5 separate regions of the Mus musculus genome follow, and regions 2, 3, 4 and 5 are each linked to region 1. A link is a contact called in public HiChIP or PLAC-seq and promoter capture Hi-C data. All regions are on one chromosome and are shown on one strand. The core of a region is the stretch at or near the end of the contact, and the rest is flanking DNA. Distances in the headings are between cores, read along the strand shown. Region 1 holds the start of Dnajc10 (DnaJ heat shock protein family (Hsp40) member C10). Region 2 overlaps Cerkl (ceramide kinase-like). Region 3 holds the start of Cerkl (ceramide kinase-like). Region 4 holds the start of Neurod1 (neurogenic differentiation 1). Region 5 has its middle 38 kb from the start of Gm46751.

Region 1 (2,526 bases), core at 19-2,518:
TGGGAATTGAACTCTGTCTTCTGGAAGAGCAGCCAGTAATCTTAACCACTGAGCCATAAAACCTCTTAAAATGAGCTGAAAGCTGTTGGATGGTCGTTTCTACCTTTTGGTCTTACTGTGATCTGTGTTTCATATTTTTTCCTTCCTAATTACAGATATATTTGAATAACTAACAGGCTAATGTGTCCCTCTATCATCCAATTTATTAGGAGCAGAAAGTCTTTGCTCTTGTTACCCACCAGTACATATCCCAGAGAAGAGAAAATGTTTTACACACTGCTTTAAATTACTTGTGGCATGCTGCCTGTGTGTCTGTGTTTTCTCTGCTTTTCCTTTCCTAAGCATCTCCTTTGAATCCTCCCTTCAGGAGTTGCAAACTATGTAAGATGCAACTCCAGTCCTTTACAATAAAGCTTTAAGAAGCTTCCTTACCATCTAAAAATATAAGTTGAAATGTATTCACTATGGTAACAAAAACCTATTAGTTTCCACTTGATTCTTCAGTTCTCTGTTTTGCTTTTAGATTTTTTTCTAAGGAGTTTTGGATCACCGTGGCATAATGAACTAGGTTGTTTAAGTGTTAATCTTATTTTCCTCAATTTTTAGTTACCCATTTATTTTCCATTTTGACATGTGTATGATAATCAGCTGTATCTCCCGAGAATATTTTAGGGCTGAGTTAACGCGTGTGTACTTCGGCCAGTTCCTGGTACAGGTTAACAGCTGCTACTTCAGGCTCTTTCTGATATTTCTGCCTTTGTTCGTTATACTTCCGCTTCTTTCCTACAATATGTTGGTTTAGCAACAGGTCCTACAGCCATAAAATTATTAACTGACATCTGGTTAACTACCCAAAGACTCACTATCAATTTCTACTTATTTCAAATCACTACCACCAGCTTCCATCACTTCCTCTTTCAGGGACTTTAATGTGTCTACTTCAACGGTCAAAGTGTCATGACTCAAACACTGCAGTTTCTGTAACAAATCCAGTAAAGGAGAGGATCAGAAGGCAGATTCACAAATCCAGAAATCCTGTAGAACGCTTCATATTTGTTGATACATAAAAGTTGTAAACAATTTTATTTCTAGAAAACTTTAATTATTCTGTCCGGTCCCTGGCAACGGGGTCAATTCAGACAAGTTCTCCACTTTCTGCCAAATCTGCCCTTTCAAGGATACCCACCCTTTAACCAAACCTCCAGAGAGCCGGATCTCTCCACCCGGGTTTTCCCGTCGCCCTGGCAACGGGACCGGAAAAGGCGGGCTTCACACCCTTCCTTCCGCCAGCGGTTGACTACGGCCGCAAGATGCCTGTGGGCCGCGCTGCGGGATGCTTCCCTATCTCTGGCTAGGAGCGGGACCCGCAGCCACCGCCGCAGCCACACAGAAGGCCACGTCAGCCTCGGCGGTCCCACCCGTCCCTCCCTGCTGGCCACCCGTCGGCCTTCGCCCACGCCTTTCCCACAATGCCCCGCGCCAGGCCCCGCCCCGCCGGCGCGACGGGAGCGGCAGAATTGCTGCTGCGCGCGTTCGCAGGCAGCGTCCGGTCCTGCCGGGTCCGGAGCTCGGCGACCTGAGGATGGGGCAGTAGCTGAGGACGCCGAGGTGGGCGCGGGCCGGGCTCCACGCACTGCGGGGGCATCAGGGAGGGAGGACGCCAGACCCATCCCACCGCCTCGGTGCCCCCATTGCGCCGGGTTTTCACGGCCCCCTCCACCCCACCTCTGCGAGCCCCCTTCTGCTCGCACTTTCTAACTCGGGGTCTCTCTCCCTGGTCCGACCTGGGACCTCAAGGCGCACCCTTGCCAGCCCCGTACCCTCTGTCTTTCGCCTCTCCCCGATCCCGCTCTGGAGCGGTGGCAGCATCCCTCATTAACACTGCGTTTACCTGCAGCCTCACTGGCCCCAGGCTGTTCAGTTATTCCCAGGCTTTGCCTGAACCCACCCTAAGCCGAGGGACACCTTATCCCAAAGTCGCCTTTGTTGAGATTTGTTCTTCATTTGTTTTCCTTCCTGATGGTTGTCAGTCTGGGTATTTCTGTTTTACTGTCAGTATATTTTACAAAGGGCTATTAGGGGAGGCGGGTGAAAAAAGGGAGTTAGACGTGAGGTGAGGCCTGTTCCCAGGTAAGGAGAAATACTTAGAAACATATCCGGACTTAAGGGAAGAGAGCTGAAACTGAGGAGGTTAGGGAAGTTAGATCTTTTTTTTTTCCCCCAAAGCATTTGAAGATATTAAAGAGGACTAGTTTAGCTGTAAGGTTAAATGTTAGGGTTTTACCCTCAAGCAATGCCTGGTGCTCTTTGTTTTCCTAGTTTTTACTCCAGACAGGAGCTTTACAGTGAAATTGCATTGATTTGCAATTATTATAAAATATCTTCTCTTGGTGCTAACACTTTAGAGAACTTGTGTGGCCTGCTTTTTTAAGTTATCTATTTTTATACTGATGTTCTTAAACGGTTATGTAAAAAAGTACAACCCTCTTGGAAAAGCTTCATGCTTCCTTGTTTTTCCCTCGAAGG
Region 2 (2,526 bases), core at 19-2,518, 950 kb before region 1:
CAGGGGTCAGGGTCAGAACAAAAAACCAACCCAAGGGAGCCACAGAAAAACACTAGGCAGAAATTCGAAAGTAGCATACGTCTTCTCGAAGATGTCAAAAACCATAGTTTCCTTTCAAATAATACCTAACGGTTGTCACCATGAAAGAAGTCACCTGTATCAGAGTTTCTACTGCTTCGACAAAACACCACAACCAAAAACCAAGTTGCTGTTCGTTACTGAAGAATAGCAGGACAGGAACTCAACAGGGCAAGATCCTGGAGCCAGACACGAATGCGGAAGCCATGGAGGCGTGCTGCTTACTGGCTTGTTTCTCACGGCTTGCTTAGTCTGCTTTCTTATAGAACCCAGGACCGCCAACTCAGGCCCTTCCCGCCTACATCTCTAATTGAGGAAATGCCTTCAGCAGTAGGATCTCAAGTGGGCATTTTCTCAACTGAGGCTCCTTCCTCTCTATGACTCTAACTTGTGTCAACTTGACATCCAAACCATTCAATACAGAAGTTTAAAATATTGCTATTGCAATACAAAATAGCACGATAAAAGAATGGCAGCTCTGACGCTCGCCCAGGTTACGAGACACAGGAAGGGGACACAGGAAGAAAGCCCTACTGTTAGGAGCACCGTCCGTGCTTAGATAGGATGGCTGAGGGCTCCCTGTGGAGCTTTAAGTGGTACCCTTACACACAGACACAAACAGACAAACAAACCAACAGACGCACTTGTCACATCAGTCTCTATGCCCGCAAGCTTCAGCAGAGGCTCCACCTTCTCGTAATAGACGTGGACAGACTCCTTTCTGTGACTCTGGGGGTTGAGGAGGATCTTGAGAGCCTTGGGCCTGCTTGTGAAACCTAAAATGAAAATGAGTAAGGTTAGGTTGTCCATCAGAATATCCCACTCATATCTCAATGGCATTTGCTATTTGCGCCTTATAGTCTCCCTTGGATGTGACGTCATTTTAACCGGCTGCTTCCCTACAGGTGAAACACGATGCGCTCCCTCTTCGAGTAAACCGTGTGTCATAGGGAACATTTTATACAGAAAGAAGGAAATAAATAAACAACAGTAGCAGCTCACAAACATGAAAGCACGGCTGATGCCTGCTGACCCACGCACAGATCAGGCGCTGCTTTACGGAGGGAGACAGGCTGTGGGCTGTGACAAACAGGGAGGTGCATTTCTCCTTTGATATTTACATATACTGGAACAGGACACCTACTGACCCCAGGCCTACTGACATCTGACCTTCCCCATGACTCCAGGGACAGAATTGAGCAAGCAGGGAGGGGTTACTGTTTTCAACCAGCGCAGTGCATGCTGGTAGCTAACACAGGGCTTTAGGTCAGAGTTCAAATCCCAGGAGAGAGCAGGGGCGAAAGTGCTTCTCCCTTGGGGATTGGGAAAGCACCCACCTCTCAGAGGCAATCGGTCACTGTGCTGCCTCACAGTTGGGACTGAGATTTGATATTGCAATTTTCTGGGCTCTGCAAGACGCTTAGCACTGAGAACCCACTTGGAGCAGGTGCAGAGCAAATTGTCTGTTGTTAGGAAAGGGCAGGAGCCAAACGGAAGCTGACAACCATTTCTTTTGTAGTAAGCTGCTTTCGGAAGACAGCATTTTAAGGTTACAAAAGCAGTTAACATTCGTTTTGAATAAAATCATCACTAAAGATAAATGAAAGTAAATGTCCATTTATATCCAACTGTGTTTTATACTATACTTAGAATATTTTTCTCTTTCATTATATTTGAAGTAATAGACTTTTTTAAGTCCTACATACTGTTTTGAAATCAGGGAGGGCATGGGATGAGGAACAGAAGAGCCGTGTTGAAGTGTTTGGACATTCTCAGGAAGGCCTCAGGGTCTGTTTTGTAAGGAGCTTCATCGGTCTCCTGGTCACACATGCTGACACTCCCCCACCCCCAACCCCGCCGCCCCCCTTCCATGCCCCATGCCTCGCTTTTTTCAGCTCTTCTATTTGGATGAGCACTGAGAATCCTACATTGCAAGTGCTAGCTCCTGGGCCTTGTGTATCACTCACCACTAACCCACTCTGGTACAGGGAGGGCCCCATGTCTGTGCCAGTATGCTTTCCCAGATTTGCATAGCTCCAGCGTAGCTACTCCGGTCAGTGCTTCACTGTTCCAAAGCTGCCCTGGCCTCTCTGCTGTGGACACTACTGCCCAGGCCCCTTAAAGTGGCCATCAGAGAATGCAAATGTGTCCTGAAGCCAGTTCATCGCCTTCTCTTACATCAACCTTCAAGAGACTTATGGGAGGTTTGTTTTCTAACCTGGCCAGAGAAGATGGTGATGGTAGGAAGCAACAGCACAAGGGCATCTAGACTCAAAGCAGAGGCATGAAACACTATGGGAGTTTGTGGGGGTGGAACTGGACGGGACGGGAGTTTGTAGGGTGGGAGTGTATGGGGGTGGGAGTGTATGGGGGTGTCCTGGGGTATATTGGGGGTGTTTGAGGCAGTGCTACTTCTTAGGGTTCTGGAAAAGCCTTCTTGAAGAAAGT
Region 3 (2,526 bases), core at 16-2,515, 890 kb before region 1:
TTCAAATTCTATTACCAGGAGTGCTAATTAAACCTCCTTTTCCTCAGTCACCACTCACTACAAAACAGGATTTCTTTCCTCTTGTCACTATTTGTCTTTGTGCTGTAGCAGTGACCTACAAGGGAGGGTGGGGTGCAGTATTGTTGCACTGCAGTCTCTAAAAGCTTGTAGCTTAAATTGGTTCCTTGGGCTAATCGAGATTCTAGTTACATTTATATTCCCCAACTCAGGCTGATTTACAGGTTAAAAGAAAGATCCCACATCCCTGCACCTTGCTTGTAATATTAAAGAATCTAAAGAATCGGGAAATACTTCTTCACCTTGGGCTTTCAAAGGCCGTGAAAACATTTTGCTTAAAGCCCAAAGTAGCTTTGCTTGAGTGAACAGCACTGCACATGTGGCTCAGGTGGAATTCACACTCCTCACTAATTCTGGTCCCTGACTGGATGGTTTCATTTAGTTAGACGTTTGGACAAGAAACTTTCAAACAATGACTTTTCCATTCTATGACAGACTGTGGCACAAGGAGTATTTTTTCCCTCTGAAGGTGGGGGGAATCAGCTGTTTTTAATTTCATAAACTCGTAGCTAATTAAAACCAGACTGTGAACCACATTCTACTGTTCTCCAAGACAGGTCTAACTGAAGCCGACCTGAAATATTTCTACTGCAAATTGCAGCATCGCATTTTCTTGTTTAAAAAAAAAAAAAGAAAAAGAAAAAAAGAAAAAAGACTTTAAGTCAATAGAAGGTAAGTTTAAGTAAAGCACAAATCTGTGGTGTGATATTCTATAGAAATTCATTAAAAATCGGGTTTCAAAACTTGTTCCCGATGGAAGGGGAACTGCAACTTCCTGGTTTGCAATCACAACCCCTACAGGAGGCTGGGGGCGGAGGGTCAGAGGGGTGTCGGTGGCGGCAGAAGGGCGTGGCGGCAGCAGGGTGTGGGGGGCGTGGGAAGGTAGGGGGCCGCCACTCACCAGCCGGGAGCTCGGGCTGGATGCGTCGCCACCGCAGGGCCCGCTCGCCCAACGCCACATCGCAGCTTTCCCTCCGGATCTCGAAGATGCCACGCAGCAAAACCCGCTCGGGTTCAGCAGCTGCCTTTGGGTTCTCCGGAGGCGCCTCCTCCAGGGCGCCCACCCGGCTCCTGCGTCTCCCCCGGAACATGGTGACGCGGTGCTGGGCCGAATTGGGGAGCCACCAGAAATCTTCGTGGGAAGGAAGTGTGGCTACAGCCACTGCCTGGGCCTTGTCCCACGCTGCCAAGGCAACCAAAAGCTCCTGAAGGAAGGCGGGGCGGAAGGGAGGAGCCCCGGGAGCTTTCTCTTTTGCCCCCAGAGAGGGCCACTGTCCTCTCTGGACCATGCTGCTAGTATGAATTTTCCTGGCTGAGCTCCGGGAGTTTGCCAGGCATCCCCCAAATTGGATTGCTTAGGCATCACCTAGTCTCTTGTTAAATGAAGTGCAGGTTCTTGTCAGATAAATCTAAAGAGAATCCAAAATTCTGAGTTGTGGCACAAGCCTTCAGTTCCAGCACTCAGGAGGCAGAGGCAGGTGAAGTTGAGTTCCAGACCAGCCAGCGCTAAATAGTGCGTTCTACAGCCGTCGGGAGCACGTGTAAGACACTGTCCAAAAATAATAAAAAATAAATAAATAAATAAATAAATAAATAAATAAAAAAAAATAAAATTGAACAGTAAGAATCTGCTTACTGGGTGACTGCAGAAGTTGCTGGCCAAGAGACACAAAGGAGTTTCAGTGCGCAAGGCTCTGTCTATCTTCTCAGGGGTGTCCTCTGAGATTCCCCCAAGGAGCTACATTACCTGTGTGACTACATCTGTTTGACTGCCCAGGAGTAAGAGTAAACCCCTGATTTGCATAGACAAATGTACACCTCACAAAGTTGATATTACCTTCAATCACCTCCATAGTGTAGTGTATGGATCCCTTAGCTCTACCTGGATGCGACAGCTGCAAACTGCAAAGAGCAGAGCTTACTCACCCAAACTTGACCATCATGCAAAAGGAGGCCTCCAGAGCTCACCGTTAACTTCCTCCTGGTAGGAGGGGCAGTTCTCCCGCTGTGATTGCACAATAGAGTGGCCCGGGGAGGGCGGTTGCTGTTTAATCCAGTTGTCCTGGCCACATTTCAAAACGATCAATTTGCAATCTCCAGGGATGGAATCCAGGTTCCAGAAATACTTCCCTCTGAAAGTCTAGGATTTAGGCTGAGAATTGCAATCAGAAAACAAGAGCCTAGTGTTTTTGCAGACTAGGCAAGTAAAGAGGTTTTGTGAAGTCCTTATATGAGGGGGTGGTCAGGCATTGAAGGGTGATTTAAAACTGGGGTTTCTGTACTATTACTTAAGGATTCCATCCATCTTCCACTAAGTCTCTCATAGGCAGCCACTGGTAGGTAAGAGCTGTGCCAGTTCCAGGAAGAGTTCACTTCTAGAGTTAACATCCTGAGTTCACAGCTGTCTGGCAGACTCAAGCTCCCTGGCATTTTAAAAACTTGCTGAGA
Region 4 (2,526 bases), core at 14-2,513, 860 kb before region 1:
CAGAGTGCATGGTTTTCTGACTGTGTCCCAAGTCACTCCCAACTCACAAAAACGATGAGTTTGGAAATGGAATACTCTGAACTCATCTCTGCTCTGGCTTCGCACTACTTAGAGGTTTAAATAAATTGAAAAGCCATTACGTAATTTCCTAGCACTGACCCCAATTTTTAAAGAAGATTATATGGAAGGGAGAGCCAATGCACAGAGGAGGAAAGGTAGTTTCCATCAAATTATTTTCCTATCGACAACACATTTGGCCACAGAAGTGGGCACAAGTCTTCCATCCCTCTCTTGCCTTTCTTTCTTTGCCTCACCACCCCCCCCCCACGCCCCCGCTAAATTCCCACCTTGTACAAAAGCTCTGGCTCCCAGGCGAGGCTCTCCCACGCGCTGGGGATCAGGTGCAAAAGGCTCCTCTCTAATAAACAGCCCATTGAAAGGGCCGCCCGCTCTTTATTGGGGCTTTTCAAAGTTCGCCTCAAACCTCCCTTTAAAAGATGGAGTAATTACAATGGTCAGCGACTGGCAATGGTGAAGGTGCTGCTTCTCATAAGAACTGTAAAAAGCCTTTAGTAAAACAACTGAATGTCTGGCCCCAGCATGGGGACTTGGCCGCCTCTGGGACAGTAACAGGTAGCAGGAAAATTTCCTTCCTTTTCTCCCCCTCTCCCTACATTTCAGCTAAGCTATTTCAGAGTCCAATCGGTTTTCCAGTACTACATTCTCCTGAAATAGATAGTTTCATATGCACGATGAGCCTAAATATCTGTACACCAAATAAAACTATGGGCAGCAGGTGTTTTTGTTTGTTTGTTTTGTTTTGTTTTGTTTTTCTCTTTCTCTCCTTTTCTCCCCTGAATAAGTGAGAACTGGAAGTGGTTGTTTGCTTTGGGGACTTTCAAATAACCGCTTACAAATAATTACAGTTACTCCCCTCCCCAAACATTCTAAAAGCTTCTATACTATTAAAAATTAAATGTAATTAGAAAGCCTGCAGGGGGTACTTGAGTGCTGGGACTCATTACGTGCGAGTACTTGTGGGCAATTACGAGGAGGGACACTGATCTCAAATATAGGGACAACCGACTCCACAAATGTGCGCATGCAAAGTACCAAGGTACAGCTCTTCAATTATTGCTTTTATTCTCGGGAGAGTAAAAAATAGGAATCATAATTACCTGTTGTTAAAAGGTTCTGAATAGTGACGATCTCATAACCCTGGAGCCTCGGGACACCTTGCCTTCTGCGTGGGCGAATTCCTCGTGTCCCGGTGGCGCGGGCGCTAGGGTTATATAGCCGAGTTGCTGATGCTGAGCGCGGGCGGGGCCGTGAGCTGAGCAACGAGCAGGTCCCTGCGCCCCGCAATCGCGCACGCGTCCAGACTGAACGACTCCCGCCCTCATTCACCCCTCCCCAGAACTTTCCTCCCGCCCCCTTCCACCACCACTCCCCTCACCCCCACAGTACCTCCGCCCCTGCTCCTTCCTCCCCGGCATGCGCCATATGGTCTTCCCGGTCCAGCCAAGAGCCGGGAACCACGTGACCTGCCTATTTGTATGCCGCGGAGCGCTCCATTCCGGCCCCTTTGTGGCCAGAAGAAAGTGGCCCATCTGTCGCCAGTTAGAGACTCCGCGGACCTGTTTTTACCCGCAGGAGAGATTAACCCTTTGTGGCAGCAGAAGACAGAGGACATGTGGGGGGGGGGGGGGTTGCGGGAGGCGAGCTGGAAAGGTAAAGAAAGATCACTGAGTCTATGTCCTAGCCTGAAGACTGCTTTAGCGCAGAGAGGTAGACAGAGGTGAACCACTCACAATCCCAGATACTGAGGTGCACTGAAGGGTCCTTCCCTTGACAATGGTCTCCGGTGGTGCAGTTTGACTTTGTTCTCTCTGGAGAGGCCCATCTCTTAGCTTCTACCTCTTAGCAGAGGCTTTGCTTATTGCCACCAAAGGGTGGCTGGCTTCTAATCTCCATCACCTCTCTAGGCAAACATTTATTTCATATAAAAACGACCTCATCTGGAAACACAGCCTTGACTCAACCTTCCTGACTAGAGCATCTTCTAGAATCCTTTGCAAGTCAGCTTCCATACCCTACACTTGAACACTCCAAATGTAAACCTAACGGTCACCTGCTCCTACCCCAGAGACTTCACTAAGAGTCTTCAACTCTAAACCCTAGAATTTTGTGTCTAAAGCTAGTTTTTGCCAGCAGACCTTGGCTCCGTTGGTTTTCAGATGCTCCTGGAGTAATGAATGACCTCAGCTAGCTCATCTAGGGAATGCTAAGATTAAACAACCCCGCACCAGAGGTGGGAATTTCATCTCTGACACAGACCATAATTCAATCACAGCCTTCCTTGAGCCCCTAGTGCTCAATCTCTGGGGCCTTGGTCAGAAGAAGCTCAAAGAGAAGCTGCAATAAAACTCTATTCAATGTGCTGTTTCCCTTTCTGGGGACTCTGTGTTTTGAGTCAAGCAAAGTCTATTGTGGAATAGCCTTATCTATTCTTAAATAAGGAGTCTT
Region 5 (2,526 bases), core at 15-2,514, 720 kb before region 1:
AAGAAAGGCCCCTTGGTCTTGCAAACTTTATATGCCCCAGTACAGGGGAAACACCAGGGCCAAAAAGTGGGAGTGGGTGGGTAGGGGCAGTGGGGTGGGGGGAGGGTATAGGAACTTTCAGGATAGCATTTGAAATGTAAATGAAGTAAATACCTAATAAAATATGGGAAAAAAATAAAAGAAATCTGGGTAGTAGCTATTGGTGTTCTTGCTTTGTACTTATTTAGTAAAATGTAACCACTTGTATTTATAATCTCACTCAGACCATATGGTTCACTTCAAATGAAAAAATATTTAAGCTTCAAAATGTGCAAATGCTAAGCTGCAAAGTAGGGGTGAATTTTCCCTGGGACAGTGAACATCTGCTGAAATAACTTGTCCAATGGAGCGGTCGGTTGTTTCTGTTGGCTTTCTCTCTCTCTCTCTCTCTCTCCCTCCCTCTCTCTCTCTCTCTCTCTCTCTTTCTCTCTTTTCTCTTCTATTCTTTCTTTCTTTCTTTCTTTCTTTCTTTCTCTCTCTCTCTCTTTCTTTCTTTCTTTCTTTCTTTCTTTCTTTCTTTCTCTCTCTTTCTTTCAACTTAAAAAAAAAGATTGTTTAACCTTCACTCTTGTCATCTTCCAAAGCAAGAAATGGTTTCTCTTGGGATCAAGTATTTCTAGAATAGTAACATAGCCTTAGCTTTTATTCATTGTTTTGTATTTTCGATGACGGCTAAGTGAAATTTTGAATATTGCTTGAAAGACCACAAAATTCACTCTGGTATTTCAAGACCCCTTAAATCAACTGCAGCACCTTTCAAATCTAAGGGTTGGAGTGGTAATTTTTACTCAGCAGGAGTCAGATTTTAAATGAGACTGGCTTTTAAGAAAGACCTCATTTCACTTGTTCTTTGTACCCAAAGGCAGATGAGTCTGGAAGAAAAAAAGATCTCAAACCTTAAAAATAAAATACTCCCAAAGGTAGAGTTCAATAGCATCCTGGAGATAATGAGAGGCTAAGTAGAACTGATAAGCTGGACTCAACTCCTACCAGTCTTGTTCCCTTTGTAACTTTTAGGCATCTATTTCCCCAGAGAAAGGGAAGGCAAGACACTCAGAGCACTTAGTTTTATAATGCATAAGAAGTCAGTGGAGAAGAACTATCAGAATTCTCTGGGTAAACCAGTTTGAATTAAAGATGTTGCTTTTGTCTCTGTGCTTTAAAGAGCCTCAGGACCTTGGGGATTACATCAAGAGCAATGAGTCATGTCTGAAAAGGGAAAGAAAGGGTGTCAAATTTCATGCTTATTCATAAGCCAAGGAATTGTTCCCTGTGTTCCAGTGGAGACAGGATCATGAGGAAGACCTGAGAATCCAGGATTTAAGTGTTGAAAGGCCCTATTTGCTATAAAAGATTGATGGAATGGAGCCCTTCATATAAAAACCATTCCTGGTTCTTTTCTTTAATTTTTCTTATGAAGCAGTTGAAAATATAAAGAAAAAGTTCTAGTACTGATCAAAACTACTTTGTCGCTTGCTATATATTTGCCAGTCCATTAAAATCTTTAGCCTTCTTTGGCACAGAGCCTTCGATGCTTGTAGAATGGAGAGTCTTTTTCTTTTGAGTGAACTGTTAGAATCTTTTGGATGGCAGTCAAACACTTCTGTAATTTCCTTCACTGTTTTTAGCTTCTTCTGGCATTAGTGATTTCAAGTATGTCTCTGGAATGTCAGGAAGAGTCCAGATACTATTCTAAATGTTGTATTTTAATGCTGTTTGTTGTAGATAATTCAGGAAGCAGAACTTGGCATTAGGCTATAGAAAGCTTTTTTTTTTCATCTCCACATAAAATGTAAAATCTTAATAAAGTGCTGAATGGAGCTTTTGATCAGTAGCCTATTTGTGAAAGTAGATTACAGAGGAATTTTATCTTTGTCCATAGGCAGTAACAGATTTATTGGCATGGGAAAGGTGAGCAGCCTGATTTAAGGAACACCAGAAGCTGGACTTTGAAATGACCAAACGGCCTAAACTGAGTGGAATTATTTTATTCTGGAATATTAACATTTCAGTTCCCTTCATTTCTATTTTTGAATAATATTGATGAGATTTCGAAAAGGAACTTAGGTTAATTCCCGCTTTGACTCATCTACACCGTGAAATTCCATCAGTGCTATCTGCTTTGAGTTTCACAAGCTTGTGTATGAAGTCGGTTGTGCTAACACCAACTGGCATAGGAGATAAAGACCCAGCAAGGACAGGCCTCGTGTGATCACTGCCTACAGAATAAAATCATTCGCAACCAATGATTGTTTAAGGTTCCAAGGGATACTTATACCTGCAGTTACAGCACAGCTCTGGCTACTCTGACCGTGAGTGGGTCTTGCTTGCCCTTCTCATCAGGAATCACTGCAGAATCAAACAAAGGATGAATTCTTTCCTAAGAAGCTTACGACTAACTCAGGTTTCTACAAGTATTCCAGGAACAGGATTCTTTCTGGTTACCAAGGTTGTAAGTGTGATTTTGATTTTGGCCCAAAGACTTAA

The links. Promoter capture Hi-C pulls out the DNA fragments that hold promoters and counts their contacts. HiChIP or PLAC-seq counts read pairs in DNA pulled down with a chosen protein or histone mark.
Region 2: a contact with region 1 is called in a promoter capture Hi-C map of liver, with 4 times the contacts expected there. The contact joins the enhancer-like site here to the promoter of Dnajc10 in region 1. A contact is called at or near these places in 6 of 39 promoter capture datasets (the 3T3-L1 cell line, the C10 cell line, the HPC-7 cell line and 2 more), 2 of 484 Hi-C or Micro-C datasets (both in liver) and 3 of 115 datasets of contacts at active chromatin or transcription factors (embryonic stem cells, pancreatic cancer cells and stem cell-derived neural progenitor cells).
Region 3: a contact with region 1 is called in an H3K27ac HiChIP or PLAC-seq map of embryonic stem cells, with 4 times the contacts expected there. The contact joins the promoter of Cerkl here to the promoter of Dnajc10 in region 1.
Region 4: a promoter capture Hi-C map of neural stem cells shows a contact between it and region 1. The contact joins the promoter of Neurod1 here to the promoter of Dnajc10 in region 1. A contact is called at or near these places in 2 of 39 promoter capture datasets (hippocampal neurons and neural stem cells) and 2 of 115 datasets of contacts at active chromatin or transcription factors (pancreatic cancer cells and stem cell-derived neural progenitor cells).
Region 5: a contact with region 1 is called in a promoter capture Hi-C map of liver, with 4 times the contacts expected there. The contact joins the enhancer-like site here to the promoter of Dnajc10 in region 1. A contact is called at or near these places in 13 of 39 promoter capture datasets (the 3T3-L1 cell line, 3T3-L1-derived adipocytes, the HPC-7 cell line and 7 more) and 1 of 115 datasets of contacts at active chromatin or transcription factors (bone marrow-derived macrophages).

What each region holds. Positions count from the first base shown.
Region 1 is chr2:80,314,198-80,316,723 of GRCm38.p6, forward strand. It overlaps Dnajc10 (DnaJ heat shock protein family (Hsp40) member C10), which reads left to right and starts at 1,269. Exons shown (of 23, transcript NM_024181.2): 1 at 1,269-1,608.
Region 2 is chr2:79,367,958-79,370,483 of GRCm38.p6, forward strand. It overlaps Cerkl (ceramide kinase-like), which reads right to left. Exons shown (of 13, transcript NM_001048176.1): 3 at 723-854. Among named protein-coding and RNA genes, the nearest start is that of Gm22606, 21 kb to the left of the region's middle. Within about 2 kb of position 1,269, at least 109 of the 459 cell types and tissues checked have an H3K27ac peak or open chromatin away from gene starts, as enhancers often do. A contact at or near this core is called in embryonic stem cells, liver and pre-B cells, where this site is marked.
Region 3 is chr2:79,427,723-79,430,248 of GRCm38.p6, forward strand. Cerkl (ceramide kinase-like) reads right to left here and starts at 1,266. Exons shown (of 13, transcript NM_001048176.1): 1 at 980-1,266. The coding sequence starts at 1,169.
Region 4 is chr2:79,455,373-79,457,898 of GRCm38.p6, forward strand. Neurod1 (neurogenic differentiation 1) reads right to left here and starts at 1,264. Exons shown (of 2, transcript NM_010894.3): 1 at 1,179-1,264.
Region 5 is chr2:79,596,032-79,598,557 of GRCm38.p6, forward strand. It overlaps a transcript of Itprid2 not described here. Among named protein-coding and RNA genes, the nearest start is that of Gm46751, 38 kb to the right of the region's middle. Within about 2 kb of position 1,265, at least 40 of the 459 cell types and tissues checked have an H3K27ac peak or open chromatin away from gene starts, as enhancers often do.